2 separate regions of the Tachysurus vachellii genome follow, and region 1 is linked to region 2. A link is a contact called in public Hi-C data. All regions are on one chromosome and are shown on one strand. Each heading gives the region's core, a stretch centred on a gene start, on an enhancer-like site or on the middle of the called end of the contact. The rest is flanking DNA. Distances are from core to core; before and after follow the strand shown.

The links. Hi-C and Micro-C count contacts between places; a contact is called where the count stands out from the background.
Region 1: a contact with region 2 is called in a Hi-C map of blood, with 3 times the contacts expected there. The contact joins the promoter of si:dkey-181m9.8 here to the promoter of dsela in region 2. A contact is called at or near these places in 2 of 3 Hi-C or Micro-C datasets (blood and muscle).

The regions. Positions count from the first base shown.
Region 1 is chr1:14,570,857-14,574,352 of HZAU_Pvac_v1, forward strand. si:dkey-181m9.8 reads left to right here and starts at 1,884. Exons shown (of 22, transcript XM_060873800.1): 1 at 1,884-2,107. The coding sequence starts at 2,063.
Region 2 is chr1:14,255,044-14,258,922 of HZAU_Pvac_v1, forward strand. dsela (dermatan sulfate epimerase like a) reads left to right here and starts at 2,151. Exons shown (of 1, transcript XM_060873748.1): 1 at 2,151-3,879. The coding sequence starts at 2,987. It overlaps tmx3a (thioredoxin related transmembrane protein 3a), which reads left to right. Exons shown (of 16, transcript XM_060859794.1): 14 at 249-378; 15 at 455-523; 16 at 653-1,024. The coding sequence ends at 847.

The DNA of each region.
Region 1 (3,496 bases), core at 634-3,133, 320 kb after region 2:
AACCTACAGCAATGAACTGAAAACCAAATAAAAGTGTGTTTTTTTTAGCAGCTGAAGGGCTCATAGGCAGAAATATTTCCTTAAAAGTCAAAACAATCATCACTGACCCTCAAACCCATATATTTCCTCGTAATCCATACTTCCATGTCATTGTTAGTATGGTTAGCCAGCTAATCTGCTCTAACTCTGATACTTTTAAATATTCTTCATCACAACATCATCATCATCATCATGTTTGTGAATTAACAGCAGATCCACTACAAGTTCTGAGCAAAGCAGGTCACATAGGGATTTGAACTGACTAAACTGAATTGTATTGCATATCGTCAAATATCAAGTTAACAATTAAGGAGTCGTATCATTTTGCCAATTCTATTGTTAACCGGTATATATTTAAATCCTCAGGAGACTCGTGTTTCATTTAGGTATCGTATTTTGTGAAGGACGTCTTGGTCGTGATTAAAGAAAGAGATGAGATCTGTTGATCCAGAGCACTGATATGATCTGGATAATAATTATAACAGTAATTCATATCATCATTGAGAATCCTATCTCATCTAGGGTAAGACATGTTTAAGCGCTCTGTCTTTTGCAGATAAACTTGAGAATCATTATCTTGGCAGCACACTGTGTCTCTTCCCTCCTAATATGTCTGCTGAAACTCAAGAAGACCACACATGTGTAAGATTACTCAGACTTGAGCTCCAGGATACAGGATTAAATAAAAGAATGTAAAGTCTCCTTTTCCCTTCTATCTGATCTTATTTGCTCTCTGTGAAAAACTATAGGTGAAGTATATAAGAATTTAGGCCTTTTTTTTCTTTGTCTTTCTCCTTGCTTTCTTTCTTTTTTCTTTCTTTTTTTTTAACAATGACTTGTTCCTGTTTCTTTCTGAGCCTCGGGTTTTGTTCAGGGTTGCCAGAATGAAAAGATGGAATGCTTTGAATTATACACAAGGCCTGGACGTGTCTGATGGCCTCCACGCCACATTTAACCCCCATCAACTTTATGTGCCATCAACTATGCCAATAAAGACCTGGTTGCCTTGGACCGCAGGGTAATAAACAGCAGATTGATTTTAGGAGCTATACTGCCCCCTGCGGTCTGTTTTTTTTTACAGTCACCCTAAAATTTTAGTGTAAAAGGAAATATTTTAGACGCTTAAACTATATAGTATGTCATAAATATTCCTGTGGTTTAATTACTATTATATAAAGTAATAATAATAGTAAGAAGAAGAAGAAGAGGAGGAAGAAGAAGCGCTTAATAGTTATTATACAAAATTAAACAATAATTAACTAGTAATTAATTTAGATGTTTTATTCTTATGGATTTAAAATGAAATTTTATACATAACAACAATGTTAATCTATATAATTAATATAACGTAATAATATGAATTTACTTTACACTTATTGTAAAGAATGAATGAACATTATTATTATTACTATTAGTAGGAGCAGTAGTAGTAGTAGTGGTATTAATAACAATACTAATTATAATAATGAATAATAATAATTGGAGTTATTATTAATTTTATTATTGTTTTACATTAGATTTTAATTGCATGTTTTATGTATGATGAAATCTGCTATAGAATTATTATTATTATTATTATTATAATTATTAATAATAATAATAATAATAATAAACAAATCCCCAGCTTTCATACCAACAGTGGGCGGGGTTTATGTCGCCGTTGCTCAGACTCTCACGTTATACGTACCCGGAAGTAAAGCTGTGTATCTAACTCGCGTATGATATATATATCTACGCCCTGCGTCACCGTACGTATTCACGCTTTAAGCATGAGATTACGCAGACTTCCGTACTAGTTTAGTGCGCATCAGTAGTACGCAGCGTTACGTAGTCACGTACTATCTAGTACGCTAGTAAGGCTACTTTTCGCTTTAGAGCTCCGGTGACGGAAAAACAGAAACTCTGACTTTAGCTGTCAACTTGGCGTTGTGTGGGAACTTGTGGATATGGAGTTTCATTGGGACAGAACCGGCCAGCGGTGCAAACCTCTGCACGTAGTTTAAGAAGATACAGAAGTTTCAGAATGACCCGTGTGACTTCTGATTCGGAGTTTAAAACGCTAGCAGAGGTAACAGTTTATTAGCATCTAGCTACAATACAAACGCCATACTTAGCATCGTAGCGGTATCTTATTCGTTTATTCAACAGTACACACTGAATAAACGTGACACAATAATGTGGTTGACCAAATGATTTTGTAATGAAGGTCATTTAATGTAAAAGATAATTTAGGCTTTGTATGTGTAGGAGTTTGTGTTTACTAATAGAATGGCGTTTCAGTGGGCGTGGCCTAATGGGTGGCAGCTGCCCCTAAAAATAAATGTGTCTCTGAGCTTTAATAATAATAACAGTGATTATTATTATTATTATTATTATTATTATTATTATTATTATTATTATTATTATTATTATTGTACAAATAATAACATTAATAACAATAATAAAAACAATTATTATTTTTATTATTATTGTTGTTGTTATTATCATAACAACAATAATAATAACAATAATAATAAAAACAAAGAATATTATTATTATTAGTGTTATTATAAAATAATAATAATAACTTTAATTAAAAAATAAGAAAAACAATTATTATTATTATTATTATTATTATTATGGTTATTATGGTTATGGTTATTATTATAATTATAACCATAATAATAATAATAAAAACAATGAATATTATTATTATTGTTGTTGTTGTTAATTATTATAGAAATAATTACTTTATATAAAATATGTCTAAGAATACAATTATTTAATAAATACAATTAAATAATTGTGATATACAATTTTTATTTAATAATTAAATATACAATTAATTAATAAATTTTAATGTATTCTTAGACATATTTTATGTAAATTAATGTAATCATGCGCTAATTTATTTTACGTTCACCAAAGTGAGTGCAAAAGTTTACACCTCGTTTCTACTTGTACTTATATTGAACTGTAAAATGAAAAATTAATCTAGATTTGTAAAGTTTGTCGTGACAAACTTTGATGTTGGCTTGTCGGAGCAAGTATTCCCAAAGAAAGTGAAAGTGACGTGACATATGGTAAGTTTGGTGACCCATATGCAGAATTTGTTCTCTGCGTTTAACCCATCCAAAGTGCACACACAGCAGTGAACACACACACACCGTGGACACACACCCGGAGCAGTGGGCAGCCATTTATGCTGTGGTGCTCGGGGAGCAGTTGGGGGGGTTTGGTGCCTTGCTCAAGGGCGAACCCACAAACTTAGGGTTAGGAGTCAGACTCTCTAACCTTTAGGCCACGACTTCCCCGGTATGCTGGTGTGTCAATACTTTTGGGGGCGAGTGAAAACGAGCATGTGACGTCACCCGAATACCTATGACACGGTTCCCCTCATTGTTCTGTATGTTCTGATAAATCAGAATCATGTTTATTGACCACATGTTTACCCACAAAGGTGGGTAAGTAACTGATA
Region 2 (3,879 bases), core at 901-3,400:
CCTTTAGCGGTTGATGGCCTTGAACTTCTCATAGTCCCTCTGACCACCAGCTTAGGATGTGATGGGATTCACACTTGGAGAACAATGAGCAGGCTGGTGACTCAGTCTCTCCTCACCTGAAGCATATTGCAAGGACATGAGACTTTATTTTGACCTGCTCACCTTTTATCTTCCTTTCAAAATAGAATTCTTTCCATTTTCTTGAATATTGTAACTATAACATTCCATTATTCTTTTCCTTTCCTCAGCGAGTTGCCAATGCCTTTTCTCATTGTCATGAACATGTCCATCGATGGATATTATCTTCCTGGATCTACGATCGAGACCATTGAAGATCTTTTCCAGTTCCTCAATAGCATCCTGACTGGAAGATCTGAGGTCAGATTACATCCACTATTTTGTTCAATCTTTTCTGGGCTTCATGTTTAACCTTAACTTTATGTTTATGTTTCAGTTACTCGGAGGGAATGGATTCCTGCGGCAGATAAAAAGACTTTATTATCGTGCGACGTCTGCTGTAAAGGTGAGCACTGATTCAGTAGGGAAGGTGAATGTGAAGTAAAGAAGCCTCTCTCATCTTGAACAAATATTGGAGAAATATTTAAGGCAATTTTTTTTCCTATGTGATTCCTAACATTTATTTCTCGCTCAGATGAGTTTCGCCTCAGCTCCCTTTGGTACGTGTTTTCTTATTTCCTTGCCACTGTTTGTGATTGGATTCATTGTCATGGGAATCTGTACTGCTGAGCGAGTGGATGATGAAACAGCAGATGATGGCGCTCGTCCTGCGGTCACTCACAGGAAGAGAGCAGCGCTGAAACACTCTGAAGACAAGAAAAAAGATTAACAGCACCACAAACATGGCTCCCAGCCCTGGTCCTCGACTACCATTACTTTGAGAATTTGTCTGATTTATCTGCTCTAACACATACACATACACACACACACACACACACACACACACACATTAACTCAGCAAAGTGCTGTTCGACAAATTACTCTCATTAACTGTGTTGAAGTAGACAACTCTGCACTCTGCACTGTGTTATGAGAAAATGTATTAATCATTCATGAAACTCAGATTTTCAATTTATAAATAATAATAATAAACTCAGATAATTCATTATTTGTAATTCGTATTGCATTTTGTAACACTGTATCAGCACAAATGCTACGGTTCTCAGGGAAGTTTTAAGTTTAATCCTTACGCTTGATAAAATAAAACACAATCAACAACAAGGTTTTGTAGTGAACCAGAATCACTTCTATCCCTCTGTTTTTACTGCACAGAATGAAATGTTTTATTCTGCTAAAGCACTGCAATGTGCCAAACACTAGCACGTTTTATTTAAGGATGATGCGTCATGCATTTTTTTTATCCATGTATAGTTAAATTTTAATGTTGTGGAGCAACCACAAAACGACTTGGTTCCTGTTCCTTTGTGCTTTTTTAAAGCCACTTTAGAGGGTAACATCATTTGTACCTTATGATGTGGCTTGTAAAAATAGTGTTTTATAATACTGTTTGTAACTCACACAAACAGTATGTCTCACAAACTACCTTCTTATTACAGAGTGTATGAAACACACTAGAGGCTGTTTTGAAAGGCTGAGGATGGAAATGCACGATATTAAAGTGCTTAAATCTAATTTAGAATCGAATTTGGACACTTTTGAACTCATGTTTTAATCTAATTTGAGGCAGATTGATCAGATTCCGTTGCTTGTAAGAAAGAAAGATCATTTGTAAAGCCCAAAACACACTCAGTAATGCTGCTTAAATAATTTCATTACTTTGGCTTCCTTAATTTTGTCCTAAAGGTGTGAAAACCTTTGTGTTCAGCTTTCTAAAGTACTATTTTACTTTAGTTTACTTTTGGGCACAATCAATTTAAAGGACCTTTAGACTTTGAGTGGCTATCAGCTACTGTTATAAATAAACAAACAGATCAGAAATTAATGACTTGTTTTGCATTTCCGGTATCCACGCGCCACCTATTGACAGGAAATAGGCTGCACAGTTTGGAGAAAGAATCCATATCGAGAGACGGAATTGATATTAAAATGGCGAGTAACTAAACAACAAATGATTTTCTTTGATAAAAAGCTGGTTTATTTTTTCCGGAATCTCGCGTTTTATAATATATGCATTTTTCTACAGTTGCGCTGTACGTAACTTCCGGGTACGTCTCGGCATCACTCGCCATCATTCCTCTTTCTGCGGTTAGGACTTATATTTAGCAAGTTTGTGCTTGTTTTTGTCGTCGCTTGAGGCTGCTAACGTGTTCTGGCACGTCACGAGTGCATATTCGGCTCAGTAAATTGAGGTAAAAAAGATTGGTATTGGCTTGTTTTTGCGTCGAAATAAAGGGACTTGTTGCCGCGCATGCGCAGATCGACATCAGATGTGTTAGGCAACGGAGCCGTGGACGCAAAACACCGACGTGAATTCTCTCAGAAGGCGCTTTACATGCGCACGTTTATCTTTTGTACAGGAAAATAACACAATTTGGAACTGACTCCATGGAAACCACGTGTGGAAGAGATTGCCAGATGAAAGTGAAGGACTTATGGTGTCAAACCAAAAGGACTGAACAAGAGAGATAGGAAAAGAACATGGGGATGTTTAGTCATGGATGATGCATGTATTACACAAGCTTTCTCCTCACAAACAATGTTCAGGACTGTGTTATGTTTTCATGATCTACAATGAAGGAAATCTTCATAAACCTGGTGGTTTGGTGGTGGTCTACCTAGACCACAAAAACTTTTTCCTCCATACGAATTCAGTGCAACGGAAATTCATCAAGAACTTGGCAAGTACCCAAACACTCCATGTGAAATTCTTCTGTCTTGAAAGCATGATTCACCTCCTAAAATTGCTGTAGACGTGAGTAGAAATTAGAAGCAGTTTTTTTTTTTTGTTAAGGAGGAGTGTTTTTTGAGGAGAAAGAAAAAACAACAACCCACATCTGTCTTTTAGATCATGGCTTTATGCATGGTGAATTCTGCGCTTCTGCTATGTCTTGTGAATTTGGGATTTTCCTTCTCTGGGATATTTGACCCTTCAGGCAAATATGGCACAGTCAGTGAGCACGACGTGCGGGCAGATTTCCATACGAACACCAACACAACCACAGAGAGAGGATTTCTCATGCCATCAAACATCCACCCCAACCTTTATTTTGACCTGACAGAAGTGCGACGACTGAAAAAGAAAGCTGCCGGTACACATGGACACGTATTTAAAGTCATACGGAATGCCGTGACGATCATGCTCGACAGCCCGTCACTCTATCTGCCACCCATGAACCACGAGGAATTCGCAAAGAAATGGAATGAGATTTACGGTAATAACCTTCCGCCGCTTGCTCTGTACTGTCTACTCCAACCTGAAGACAGCACCGCATTCCAGTTTTTAATTAAGTACATGGATCGTATGGCTGATTATCCTAACTGGATGGTGACTAGTGCACCAAATGATGAGGTTCCAATATCCCATTCCCTCACTGGCTTTGCTACAGCTTATGACTTCGTTTATACCTATCTGGACACCCAGAGAAAGGTTCGCTACCTTAAGAAGATTCGTGCTGTAACGGCAGAACTTTATGAACTGTCCAAACATAGAGGTTGGGGTCGTCAGTTTCTACAAAATCACCAGACTACAAACATACTAGCTATCCTTACGGGAGCTATTGTAACCGGTGTCCACAAAGATCGTGAGACCATGATGTGGAAGCAGGTCGCAGTGAACTACATGGAAAAGACTATGTTCCTCTTGAACCACATCGTTGATGGTTCCCTGGATGAAGGTGTGGCATACGGGAGCTACACGGCCAAATCAATCACTCAATACGTTTTCTTAGCGTCACGTCATTT